Regions from separate parts of the Zea mays genome. Here region 1 is linked to region 2. The links are chromatin contacts, called in public Hi-C maps. All regions are on one chromosome and are shown on one strand. Each heading gives the region's core, a stretch centred on a gene start, on an enhancer-like site or on the middle of the called end of the contact. The rest is flanking DNA. Distances are from core to core; before and after follow the strand shown. Region 1 overlaps LOC100193040. Region 2 has its middle 9.9 kb from the start of LOC100281254.

What was found. Hi-C and Micro-C count contacts between places; a contact is called where the count stands out from the background.
Region 1: a contact with region 2 is called in a Hi-C map of ear, with 2.0 times the contacts expected there. The contact joins two enhancer-like sites. A contact is called at or near these places in 2 of 25 Hi-C or Micro-C datasets (ear and tassel).

What each region holds. Positions count from the first base shown.
Region 1 is chr1:249,777,905-249,784,394 of Zm-B73-REFERENCE-NAM-5.0, forward strand. It overlaps LOC100193040, which reads right to left. Exons shown (of 14, transcript NM_001358599.1): 7 at 5,064-5,173; 8 at 4,906-4,993; 9 at 4,513-4,824; 10 at 4,347-4,421; 11 at 3,681-4,249; 12 at 3,208-3,316; 13 at 2,407-2,586; 14 at 2,001-2,329. The coding sequence ends at 2,168. Among protein-coding and RNA genes, the nearest start is that of LOC100193040, 21 kb to the right of the region's middle. Within about 2 kb of position 1,342, at least 10 of the 20 cell types and tissues checked have an H3K27ac peak or open chromatin away from gene starts, as enhancers often do. A contact at or near this core is called in ear and tassel, where this site is marked.
Region 2 is chr1:249,159,075-249,166,060 of Zm-B73-REFERENCE-NAM-5.0, forward strand. No RefSeq gene overlaps it. Among protein-coding and RNA genes, the nearest start is that of LOC100281254, 9.9 kb to the left of the region's middle. Within about 2 kb of position 2,392, at least 19 of the 20 cell types and tissues checked have an H3K27ac peak or open chromatin away from gene starts, as enhancers often do. A contact at or near this core is called in ear and tassel, where this site is marked.

The sequences.
Region 1 (6,490 bases), core at 92-2,591, 620 kb after region 2:
GAAGGTAATTCTGAATTAAACTATCGAAATCTATAAATTTTGATGAATCTATTCTGCTGTTGTATCCATTTAGTTGAGATTTTAGATTTTTAGCAGCAAATATGCAGAGGCAATGCAACGGAGGCGAAGGCCGGTGGCCCAAAACTAATAGGGGTCCAATATTTAGTATCTATCTATACCACTATATAATTCACAAGTTTAAACTTTGAAAACTCATCCAACCAAATAATCCACACACCTATAATCTTCACTACATCCACCAAATAAATTGCACACATACTTAACACACCATGAAAACCAACGGTTTAGATTGTTGAATAACCTCATCTCCCTTGCTTAAATCTAATGGATAATATTATTTGAATCATCTCTCATCCTTCAATCCTCCCCTCTCAGCGTCTCCACTGTTGTTAACCCCTCCCCTCGCGCTGCCACCATCGTCGTCCACCCCCTCTCCTCCCCTTCCAAGAAACGTAGCATTAGCACGGGCTATATGGTAGTAATAAAATAGTAGGGGTAGCCAACAAGCCAGTATCGTCGCTAGCATATGGACGCATGCCGCACACGGACCGCGCAACACGCGCTGCCCACTGCCCAACTGTCATACCCACACCTCCACACGAGTGCGCTTCTGTGCGACCACACCCTCCACGCGATCGTCGTTCGCCATCTCGCCGGTCTAGCCATTCATGATTCTAGGACGCTGGGCACCACTGCGCAGGCACCAAGCACGCACGATCGAGCGATCAGGATTCAAGTTAACCTGCAATCGTCGTTCTTATTTCTCAACATGCGAAGTGCTAATCTGCACCGTTGTATATTATCTAGCGTCTTAGATATTTTAAAAATTAATTTCAGTGCACATCATCAATTACCTACGAAATGCTAATCTGCATTGTACCGTTGTATATTATAGAATTTTTATATAGTCTAGACAGCCACCTCAATCAGTTCGCGAGTCCCTCAAAATCATAGGACCGGGGCTGCAAATCTGATTAGTAAGCTGAACCAAATGCATACTAAGTTCGAAATGGATATCCAAATTTACGGCCCGTTAGAAACCAAATGCGCCAACGACGGCAGCCGTGGAGATTAGTGCGAGCGTCTCGCTGCCAAACTGGCCTTCAGCCTTTCATCAAGGCCGCCGCGGAGTCCAGTTTCGTCGTCAACAACCGCCGTTGGCTGCCGGACTTCAAGCGCAGGATCGCTTGGCTGTTCACCGTGCATTTCCAGGCGCCCGTGACCGAAAAGCGCTTCGTGGACATGATACAGGGCTACAGGCCCGGCGACGAGCACGCCACTTCCGAAGACGGCTGGACATAACTGACGCGTTCGAGTTCCAGACCAAGACCAAAGCGGTCGTTGGGTAGTATTGATGGTCAAACAGGTCATCCGGCACTGGTATTGGCACTAACCCTATCAGACATATCTTGCCGTACCGTGTCGGCACTAGTGTCTAACCAGCGACAAAGTCACTACACTATAGTGCTTAATCATATCGTGTCAGCGCTATACAACGTTAACACATAATAGTGTTCGTACCAGCCTAAACAAAGCTAAAAATATAGAAGATCTTTAAGATTATATATATAATTTTAAAACTTATATATTTATATCATTATAAAATAAATTCATTATATTTAAAATCATAATAAATAACAATTTACAATCTCATGCATATATCATAATCACATCTATATACCATCGGTTGGTCTAAGTCATGTCTAACTATGTCGGTCACTTAATCGTATCATACTATTGTCAGCCCATCGCGTCGGGGTGATGACCCAAACACAGCACTAGACACGTATCGTACCTACACTGGTACTATATGAATCATGCTCATGCTATACCGAAGCACTACTAGAAATACCGTATTTAGTGTATGCCCATTTAACACCTATTTGGCCATCCATAGCTAGGAGTAGCATAAGTGACGAGATGGCTAGCTGCATGGTCGGCGAGCGGGAAGCGATCATCTTAGCCTCAAGCCAGACTTGTTTTTCATCGGTAATTGCAACGTTTTTTTATTCACAACAATAAAATATTATTTTCTGCAAGAGGGACCAAAAGAATTAAATAAAAGTACCCTCCGAGGTGACGTTGCTTGTTACAGAGGACGTGCCAAGTCATTTCGGGACAACAAGTTTGCACAACGGAAAGCTGTTCAAACCATTTCAGACAGAATATGCCGGTATCTGACAAAGTCCGATGTGGCCTTGAAGCTCGGAGTGAACTCGCAGAAGAAGCTCAGCACTGCAGCCAGGTTGTGGGCGCTGTTCTTCGCCAGGGCTTTCTCCAGAAATAGGGCAGGCTGCACGGTGATCACCTGGGCGAATCCTCGCGTCAGTCATCGGCGTATGCAAGGTGAAAGGGGGAAGAGCGAATCAAAGCAAAGCCAAGGACCTTGTATTTTCTGGCATAGCGCAGGGCCTCCAAGTAGTACCCATCTTGCAGCATCGCAGTCACGTAGTCGTGATGCAGGCCTCGCTCCCTCAGCATGTCCATGCCCAGCTTCCTCGTTGGCGGGTGCTGCAGACCCAGCTCCATAAGTTGCATTGCCAGTTCTTTACACGGCTCAAGAATCTGCAGGAAGTGGTCGAAAGCCAAAATGAAGGCAGCAGCATGTTTCCGAGTGTTTTATGATAAACAACACCAACATCACTAGTCAACCGGAATGTGAACCACAAGTTTTCTTTAATTACTAGCGGTAGTGCATACAAGTCTTAAAACAATTCTTGTAAAAAAACTTAAAACAATAGCCCAGAAATACAGATTAGCAAAATGTGATTCTCCAATATTAAATTCCAGAGGGTTCAACCATAAAATACGCTAAGACTCTAAGAGGCCAGATTCTACAGAATCCAGGTAAAATGTAAACATACTTGTTGTCTGAGGGGGCAAAAGACAAATGCAAATTATATGACATGGCAAAGCAGTAGCCTCATTTGTATACATGCAAAGTAACTCTAAATTGTTGGAACCAATAGGAAAACTACAAGGCACAAGCTAACCATTCTAAATTATAAAATATTTTAGTTTTTCCAGATACACGTAGCTTTTACTATGCACTTAGATATACACTCACTGTATTTAGATACATAGGAAAAGCAGTGTATCTAGAAAAACCAAAACGTCTTGTAATTTGAAACAGATGGAGTACTTCAGAACAAATCGCAGTCCAAAATACAGTTACAATAAACTGACCTTGTTTGACACAAACAATGCTATTTCAGCGTAACGGTTGCTACGAGCTAGTAGTGTCGCCGTCATCACATAAAGGTTGTGAGGAGCCTTAAGCCCAGCCTTTGAGACACTGCAAATAGACAACATAGTTTTTTCTCATCCTGTTTTGTCCTGAGAGCAGATAAGACAACATCCACTACACAAAACACAAAGCATACACTATAACAGAATAAAAAAAATGATTCCACAGGAAACTCTCATTGTCATCATGTTGGCCGATAAAATGGAGTGAATGGTCATTGCATGGAAACGACATGCCAATTGTGGCAGTGATATGGCCAGATTCATTGTTCTTTGCTAACGGCACACCCCAGCATGCTAAATAAACAGCAAATATATGCAGAAAACAAAGTGTTAAATGAACAGCAATTGCACCATGAACTGGAATATTGGCAATCCTCAAGAATTTAAGATACTAAATCAACAAAAATTACCTCCGTAGAAACTCTATGATGACAGCAATAAGATATGCAGGATCACCCATCATTTCATCTTCAACAAGTGTAAAGACAGACTGGAACATCTCAATTGGAGAAATTGCCACGGTTCCAGCATGTTGTCCATGTTGCGTCATTGTGCCTGAAGACAATGGTCGGCTAGCTTCGCCTACAGCTTGCTGTCGTTTGTCGACAGCATCAGATGTATTGTCCACAGAATCAGAAGATATGTTTATATTTAGTAATCCCCTGTCTATTGTATGCTCAACTCCTGGATTTGACTGCACATATATATCCACAGCCTCACTTCCGTGGTCTGGGTTCACAGCAGGACTAACTGTTGTTCCAGGACTGGATTCCTGAGAAACCACATGGGAGCCATCAATAGGCTGACTACCTGACTGCTGATTTTGCTCATGTATTCGCCTAACCCCAGGAAAAGCCCCTCCCATTTTCATCAAACGCGTGTAGGAATCAAGGACAACATCCATCGCCTTAGCAACTGTGGGCACTGACCTCCTTTCCAGGATGATTGTCCGAACTATAGCTAGGCATAGAGTCTTAACCTGATTCATAGCAATTAAGAGGAATTGGTACCGCAATAGTGATAGCTGGAAAAATTGAACACTTTGATTATCGGCAAAGTAGTAAAATAAAAATTACCATGCTTGGGTCAGACTTTCGTCTCTGAAGGAATTCCAAAATTGAAGGAGCATCAGAACTACTAGCAGCAATAGCCTGTAATTCAAGATAAGCATGTTAGAGCAAAAATGCATTCACAATGAAAGAGGTGTGACACAAAAAAAATTGACCATTAGCAACTTCTTACCGCCAGATCTAAATGGAGCTTCCATAAGAGCCCATTCTCAGCATCACAGATGAGGTCTGGAATGAGGAAGTTCCAACCTTCTCCATAGATGGTTCCACCGTATGCACTAGACTGGCTATCCGCAGTCTGAGATACTTGTCTACTATTGATGGGCAGTCCTCTCAATAGCAGTGGAAGTGGTGCAGAAACTGGGGCATAAGAATCCAGGGACACATCGTAAAGCATGACTACTTTTGCATCTATTTGGTGAACCATAATTATGTTGTCAACGGCACTAACTGCAATTCTGCTTGAGTATGTTGGCAGAGTACACTGGAATCAAAAGTTACTGAGTTAGGAAGCAAAGATTGCTTCTAAAAAAAGGAAGACAGCAAAATTATATGTAGTTCAAACCTGTTGTACAACAGCATCACGGTAAAAGCGATATAGATTCAATGACATACTAACTCTGTCAAGCTGCAAGCAATAAATCCTACCATAGCTGTCAAGTTTGAGAAAAAGTCAGTGTAAATGTTTCTTCAAAAGAGATGAGCAAGAGTGAGAGGGCGTACACTGTTACAATGTAAACATCATCTGCAGCTAGAACAGGCTTGTTGTTTGCTTCACTTTTAGACATCATCATCTCAAACTTCGGTATTTTGACAATCCCACCAGCAGAAAACTGAAAAGAAGGAAAGTTTAAAATCTCAGCACACAACTAAAACAAAAAAACAGTGGTTTCTGTTCAGATGTTCAATACTTGAATAAAGATAACTTGAGAAATATTCTTGCTGCGATTATGTAGTCAATCTGAATAAATGTCAGGAGTAAAAAAAGCGAGAAAACCAAGTCACACCTGCAAATATGATTGTGGTACCAAGCTGAAGGGAATCCAACTCTTGGACGGGGCTAGAGAGAAAAGTAGAGAAGGGAAAATCAGACTCGTTAAAGATGATGTGCCGAGAGATCAACAGGCGATGGGTGGAAAGATCGAGACATCGGTATCCCTCATGATCAGTGGGTTGAGCGAGGTGCAAGATTGTGACTTGTGAGGTATTGTGGCGGAAAGGTTAGGATAGCAAGCACATCCAAATACATGACGGTGCTAGCAGGTAGGACTGGTGCCAAACAAGGTGAAGTGAGGGTGTGAGCACAGATTGCCTTGGTGGGAAGGCGATTAAATAGGTGCCATTGTGAAGACTCTCGGCCCAGTAGCGAGCAGGGACGAAGGCCTAAAAGAGCAGAGAGAATACTCTACTACTCTATAAGACTCTAATGTAGACCATCCGTGCACTGTGGTTCTGCCTCCCCACGACGCGTACGACCCACGTATCAGTGTCTACCCCTATCTCTCCCTTCTTTCCCGTGCGCGCAGCGCTTTGCTCTCCCCTTCCACACCCACTCCCCTCTGAGTCTGCACCATGGTCCTCGCCGCAATCCCCTCGCCGATCCACGCCTCGACCATGTAAGGAAACGCATCCCCTCGCCGCAATCCACGCCTCGCCGCTACATAAAAATCCCTACACCTCTTTCTACTCAAACCCTCTGCCCTCATCTAACAAACAGGAACACCCCGCCCCACGCGAAATGTCCGCCTCAGCGTCAGCCCCCTCCCCGCTCGCCCGCCCGCACCGCACAACCTCTGCCTCCGCGCCACCCTCTCCACCTTTGCGAAACCTCCTCCCCTAAACTCACAACCGCCATGCTAATTCCTTGATCTGAGTGGTGAGGTGTTTTGCATCTACTGTGTGCGTGTGATCTGACAATCCGATACAACATACGACAAGTGAGTCCCTTGGTCGAGGGCGCGGCGCTGGAGAGCCACCGTCATCGTCTGCCCCGGGCGCCGCCGACGCCGCGGTGTTCGTTCGGTCCTTCGACGCCGACACCTACACGCGCGGGCCCACTGAGGTCGCCGCCGCCGCGCCCAAGAACGGCTGCCATGGGCTCATCCGCCTCCTCACCGACCGCGTGCAGGCCCACCGAGGCCACCACCGCT
Region 2 (6,986 bases), core at 1,142-3,641:
TCCCATTCTACCCTTGACGTGGCACGTGTTTCTCAAGTTAAGCTCCATGTTCCAATTAATATAATAGTATTATCATGAACAGAATAGAACAATCATAATAAAGAATGACCATGTGTAATAGTTATCTCAACACCCAACACCACATATAGTAATAGCCAAGACTACCCAAAAGTTCAGGGGTAAACAAGGTGTAAAGATGACCAAACTAGGGTGACCTATTGGGTCCCATCAAAATTAAGCCTAAGCATACCAAAAAAATTATAGAGAACATTATTGGATAATTAAAAGTGATCAAGGGCACAACTTGCCTTCAATGAGCTCCTGCTCTACAATTTCCACTTGTTGGGTACCGGGGTCCTCAATCAGTTGCTCGTCTACTCGAAGCAACACAAACAAACATGGTATAGGAGAAATTAACATCACACCAAATATAAGAACAGAATACATAATAATAATCTATGCATCGTAATGAGATCAGATGTTCGAGAATCACTAAATTTGGAGTTACGGTCATCGAGTTACGATTTCCTGAAGTTATTAAGTGGTCGGTATAGAATAATCCAAATGAATATTTTTAATATATGTTTTATGATAAAACATTGTTATTAAATGATAGATAATATTAAAACAAAATTATTGTAACTGGAAAAGGTACACTCTCATCCGTTCGATTCCAACCCAACACCCAACGGTCCAGATTTGATCGCGTGAAAAGGTACACGTCAGCACAGCCATTCCCCAACCTCGGTCGGCAGTAGAGATGTCCAAACGGGCCGCCCGGCCCGGTCCGGCTCGGGCCCGGTGAAGCCCGGCCCGTTTTGGGCCCGGCCCGCCAGGCACGATTAGAAAACCGGGTCGGGCCGGCTAAGCACGCGGGCTCAATTTCTTGTACGAGCCCGGCCCGCAACGAGCCTAAACGGGCCGGGCCGTTTAGCACGAAAAAAGCGGGCCGAAAAGCGGGCTATACGGGCCAAAAAGCAAATTTTAGTGTAAAAAAAGCGGGCTTAATGGGCTTAGAGCTAAACGGGCCGTGCCGGGCTAGCCCACCGTGCCTAATTTCGTGTCCGAGCCCGGCCCGCTTATTCGTGCCGGGCCGGCCCGGGCCCGCATATAACCGGGCCGTGCCGGGCTCGGACCGGGCCAAAACAGCGGGCTTCGTGCCGGACTCACGGGCCTCGTGCTTATTGGACATCTATAGTCGGCAGGGCGGCGGCACCCGCAAGACCACGACGATGTTCTCGCCGGCGACAGCCAAATTGGCCACTGTTGGGGTTGTGCTTCGGTGCGCCGAAGGTCTCACACGAAGAAGCAGCTTCGGCTGAAGTCGTCTCCAAGAGATGGCCGAAGGTCCCTTTTCATGGAGCTTCGGCGTTTTAAACCGACATAGAGATAGAATGACCTTTTTATACATATAGGTCTGAGTCAATGCTGTAAACTTTCGCAAGGGACATAATTGTAATTTGTCACAGGCTGCGACCTGTGCCTATAAATAGATGAACAGTACCTCTGTACTGTTCACGTGAACCTGTCATTTTGCTTTCACATCACGCTTGTACTTTTGCCTTCTGCAGGACCGAAGGTACATTTGTAATTCAAAGTCATTTATATTCATTAATACAAGTAGAGATAATTCTATGACAATATTTAAATGTTTATTTCATATTCTATGATTTATGTGAATGCTTCATTCTTCGTTGTTATGCTTACGAAGGTATGTCCTTCGTAACCTTCGTCCGAGATGCTTTATATCCCGAAGGGATATATCGTTATGGAGAACGAAGGACCTTAACACTTAACATTTTTTTTTGTGTTGCCTTGTTCTTAATTCTTAGCATTTGAGAACAAGTCCCCAACAGCCACCCAGCGACCGATCTCCCCGCCCGAAACGACCAGAACAACGCGCGCATAATGGCGAACACCGTGAGGTAACTTATAGAGTACACGGGATGGTGACGAGAGTAGGCCACGGCGAGGTGTGACCCACGTCGGAAGAGGACCTCCAATGAAGAATTACCGCCGTCCTAGAGGCGCTCGAGGGAGACCGCTGACACCACACGGTTCTCGGAATCAGGTAGATCACCTAGAGCTCAATTCTAGGGCTCGACATCCAGGAATTGAGGCTTGACCTCGCGGCGGGGCGGCTCTTGTCCTCCGCGTCGCCGCACATGCACAGACGCTCGCGGAGGTGGTCGTGGAGATGGAAAAGGAAGGAGACAAGGCCCTCTCCAGCACCTAAATAGCGTCGGGCAGGTCGGTCAAGGGGGTCCGCAACGGTAGCCAGAGTTTTCGTGTGCGCCGTTGGATCTCCACGCGGCGTGGCATTGGGGAAGACGGTATGCGCTGACGCCCCGAGCCCATGTGTCGACGACCGCACACGCACAGTCGCTCGATAGTGCAGCTGACGTGTGGGGGCATCCTGTCAGCTGAGTCTGGCCTGTGAGCGCCACCGCGCCTGACGGCTGGGACCCAGCGGTCGGCGCCTTCCCCATACGCGGGCTGCGTAGTGGCAGTGGTCAAGTGCACCAGGATGGGCGCTTTGGGCCCAATTCTTGTTAGTCCTTTTCTATTTTTCTTTTATTCTTTCTTTTCCATTTCCAAATTTAAGGATTCAAATTGTCTTAAATTCCTGTTTTTGAATCTTAGATTCCCAAATATAATCCCAGTATGAATAGGTATATTTATTTATATATATTTCCTTTATAGTGTATATTATTCTCCTTCTCCTTTTCTATGTTATTTCCAATTCCTAAATTGCAAATTAGGTTAAGCCTCATCCTTATCAATACATTTTTATTACTACTATTATTATTATTGTTGAATGCACAAACAATTAAACTCCAACATGATGCATAGATTATTTTAGGTGTCATTAGTTAATTATTCACTTTAAATATGGTTATTCACATGTTCCAATAATTGGAAGGCAATACATGTAATAAGATTAACTCTTTTCTTATTATTTACAAATTGGGTATTACAAATCCTACCCCCCTTAAAAATAATCTCGTCCTCGAGATTAAGAGGAACTAGGGAAGAGGTTGGGAAATTCTATTCGTAGCTCTTCTTCTCTCTCCCAAGTAGCTTCATCTTCTCCATGATGACTCCACTGCACTTTGCACATCTTGATCACTTTATTCCTTGTAACATGAGTCAAAGTATCAATGATCTTGATGGGATGCTCTGTGTAATTTAGGTCACCATGTACAATAAGTTCTTCCATTGGTAATTGTTCCTCTGGGACATAGAGACACTTCTTGAGTTGAGATACATGGAATACATCGTGTACATCAGACAGATGATCTGGTAGCTCGAGCTGGTAGGCCATCTCCCCAACTTGCCTAAAGATTCTGAAGGGTCCAATAAAGCGAGGGGATAGAGTGATCAAGCTTTATTACCAAAGTAACCAAGCTTCTTCAGTGTGGTTATTACCAAAGTAACCAAGCTTCTTCATCACTTGCAAATCTTTCTCCTTCAGTGTGGATCAACCCATCTCAATGTAACTTGGCTTCGATGGCCCGTCCTTTGGCAATTCTTCCGTAGGCTTCGCTGAGGACGAAGCCTTCATGGCTTCAGAAATCGGCAAGGTATCCTAAAGTGCCTCCAAAGAAGTTAGAGTGATCAGTCTAGTAGTGAAACGAGTCCTATCCATCTAGAAAATCTCTACCTGAAGGTGGTTTCTCGAAACTATCGAAGAAGTAGTGGAGAAAAAGCTTCAAAGTCTCAGAAAATTTTGGAAGCAGGTGGATGAGGGTAGTGAATGTGGCCCGCTCTACCGCTTTTATACTGAGGAATGGGTGTGAAGAGGCGTGGGTCACGAAAAAAGTTCATGAGCATCACCTACACCATTTGTTTAACCGCCAGTCTAGATCTTTTTACAGAATTGTTCTACCTTCTCCATAACGAAATTCAGGGAGGTGTTTTTTGGAACTTTGGCGCAAGGCCTCCTAATTTTATTTTTTGCGATCTAAGCTCGTTATGAAGAAATTAACTCATTCTGTAGGGGGATACTGTTGGGGGCCTACCTTACCAAAGGTCCTCAAAATACCTTTACTTCGGCATGAACAGATGTGTTTTAGGTATATAATGAAGGGTGGACAAAGCTGGCCTTCGACTGAAGTGGTGTTGTAGAGAAGCTTCATCCAATACACACAGGCGACAAAGGTGTGAGTCGAAGCCGTCGGCCTCGGCATGAAGAAAACTTCAAGCGCAAAGTGACGAAGGAGAAAAGATCTAAGAGTTGTGTAGCAAGAAAGAAAAAGAAAATGCATCAATGTCCTTGCATCATTTGTAAATCATATGTGTAAACTTAGTGGGCGTGCTTGTAATTTCATACGAAGCTGTACCTCTCCCCTATAAATAGGTGAACAATGGCCTGCATAAATTTACCTTTTGAGGGCCTCAAGCTTCATCTCGCTTAGCCTTCGAAGTATCTTCGAGCTATCTTGTGCAAAGAAGACGAAGGTATGTTTGTAAATTATTCATGTAATACAAAGGCGGATGGAATAAATAATGTTAAGGCTTAGGAGATGAGTTTCATATTTCATTATCCACTATCATTTTGTTTAATATTGTTTCATTCGCATCTTTTTCAAGACCTTCGTCCTCAAGCTAACACTTTGAAGAAGTGATAACTTAAGGATGAAGGTCCAGGCTTCATAACTTGGGTTGCCTTGTTTTTTGATGCCATTTAGCAATAAAAACAAGTACGCAACAATACTGGTTCAGGCTTGCCCCCTAGTCCAGTGTAGTGTTGATCGTAGTATTGCTAAGAGGCGTGTTACAACTGGTGTGCTCATGAGTAGTTGGAAGGAGACTTCTCCCTTTTATATATCAAGAGAAAAGCCTTACAGTAGAATCTCTTCCTTGCTTGGAGAGAGAGATCTGCTTGGGTTATCGAACCGATCCCCTTTCCCATGCGTGGTCGTACCCCCGATGCTATCCATCATGTTGGCTCTTGTAGTGAGTCCGTTGCTAGCGTCCTGGTGCCAATGTCTCGTGGGTCCAGTGAGTTTGTCCCATGGTGCGGTTGTACGCGGCGTGGCTTCGCCCGCTGCACATCCTACGTCATCTCCCATCGTGTGCGGTACATACTCTCGGTATGGTGTGTTGTCCTGTCTTTTCCGATGTGTGGGCTACTATTGAGACTCCTATGTTGAGGTTTCCCCCGAGCTTGTTTCATGCAGTGTGTGCACGTCCAACCGCAGCATGCTGATGACGCGTCTTGTCATGATGGGTGTGGGTTCACACCACTGGGTTCAGAGCTCCACCTCGTAGGCGTAGGGACTTGCTTAGCAGCTCTGCCTTGTAGGCTTGCTTGGCAGGGACTTAGTCGCTTGCTCCGCTTCACATGCTCGCTCGGTAGGGACTTGGTTGGTCGCTCCGCCTTGCTGGCTTGCTCAACAGGGACTTAGGTTAATAATGAGATTATGAGCTTATTTAGGGTACCCCGTCCTAGGGTACCCGACAGGAAGGTACTTGACCTCATTGTTATATCAATTTTAAATAAGTATATTTATATATATTCATTAATATCAATTTGTAAATATATAGAATACAAAGTTTGTGAACACTTTAGTACCGATTGGGGCGTCAACTCGTACTAAAATGTCCTCAAACGACACGCCCATGTGGATTTGACCGGGACTAAAGATCCCACTTTAGTGTTGGACCATACAACCTAGACTAAAGGTTGATGCTTTAGTCCTAGTTGCCCAATATGGGTTGAGGATTCGATACTAGTTCTTAACTGGTAGCACTTTCTACAGTAGTGGCTACTCAACTACACAAGCAAGATAAAAACACAATACAAACCACATTCAAGAGAAGACATAAGATTGTTTTGACCAAAATTTGGTAGTGGTGTTACCTCCTCATGGGAGTTCTTGAGCTTGTTTGAACTATATGTCGAGAGAAGACATAAGATTGTTTTGACCAAGATTTGGTAGTGGTGTTACCTTCTCTCGGGAGTTCTCGAACTTGTATGGACTATATGTCTCGTATGCTATACCGTCTACTATGCTTCGTATTTAATGTTTGGCGACAAATATACTTACCATAGTGAAATTCCTCATCTAATAGTGGTTGAGGTAATTAGTAGCGAGATTCAAATTCCATCTTCATCTCTTGATTAGTATTTTGGGTGTTTCCAGCGGATCGTGTGTATGGTTGTTTGCACTGTAGAATACATTGTTGACTACTCTAAACCCTAAACCAAAAATATTGTTTTGCACTATAGACTACATTGTTTACAGAGTGAAGTTTGAAAATACAAGATGGGATGGGAGATATGATGGGTAAGCTACTAGCTACAACCTTATACTCATCTTGGATTGCATGTTATTCTCTCTTTGTTTTGTAAGTAATAACTTTTTTCCAATGTGTAGAGGATCTCATTAGGGGTTTTGATTGTTTGTTCCTTTTACTTTATCTACAAGAAACCAAAATTATATGGTAGACTTCAAAATTATTGTTCACAATAATTGAGTTTCACATAAGTCTCTACTAATATAAAGTCAGAGTTTTACCTTCGCTGCCCTCCTTCACGCGGGTAGCGAGAAGTAAAAAAATAGGCGCCCCCCACTAGGATTTAAACTATGATCTTTAGGAACAAAGTACTCGACTCTAACCACTGCAGCTCATGTTTATTTGTGTTGTACCAAAAAAACTTAGAGATGCATGGACAACTTAACAAGTAATAATTTTAAATAATTGTGTGCACACCGAAACACATATAGCTAATGTATCCTATAGTTTATGATTTTGAGACAAACGTGATTGCAAACTTATCTGATGTATTTTGGTGTACATGTCTCCATAGGCACGGAAAAGAATGTTCAATCTACATATGGCATCGTCGCCAATACTTGCAGTTAAGCAACCTCCATCTTTAATCTTATTTTTTTAAGAAACACACATAATATAACTTATATCGGGCCTAGAAGTGTGTAACTTCCCACTATGCCCGATCCGTTCGAAAGCCCGGAAAC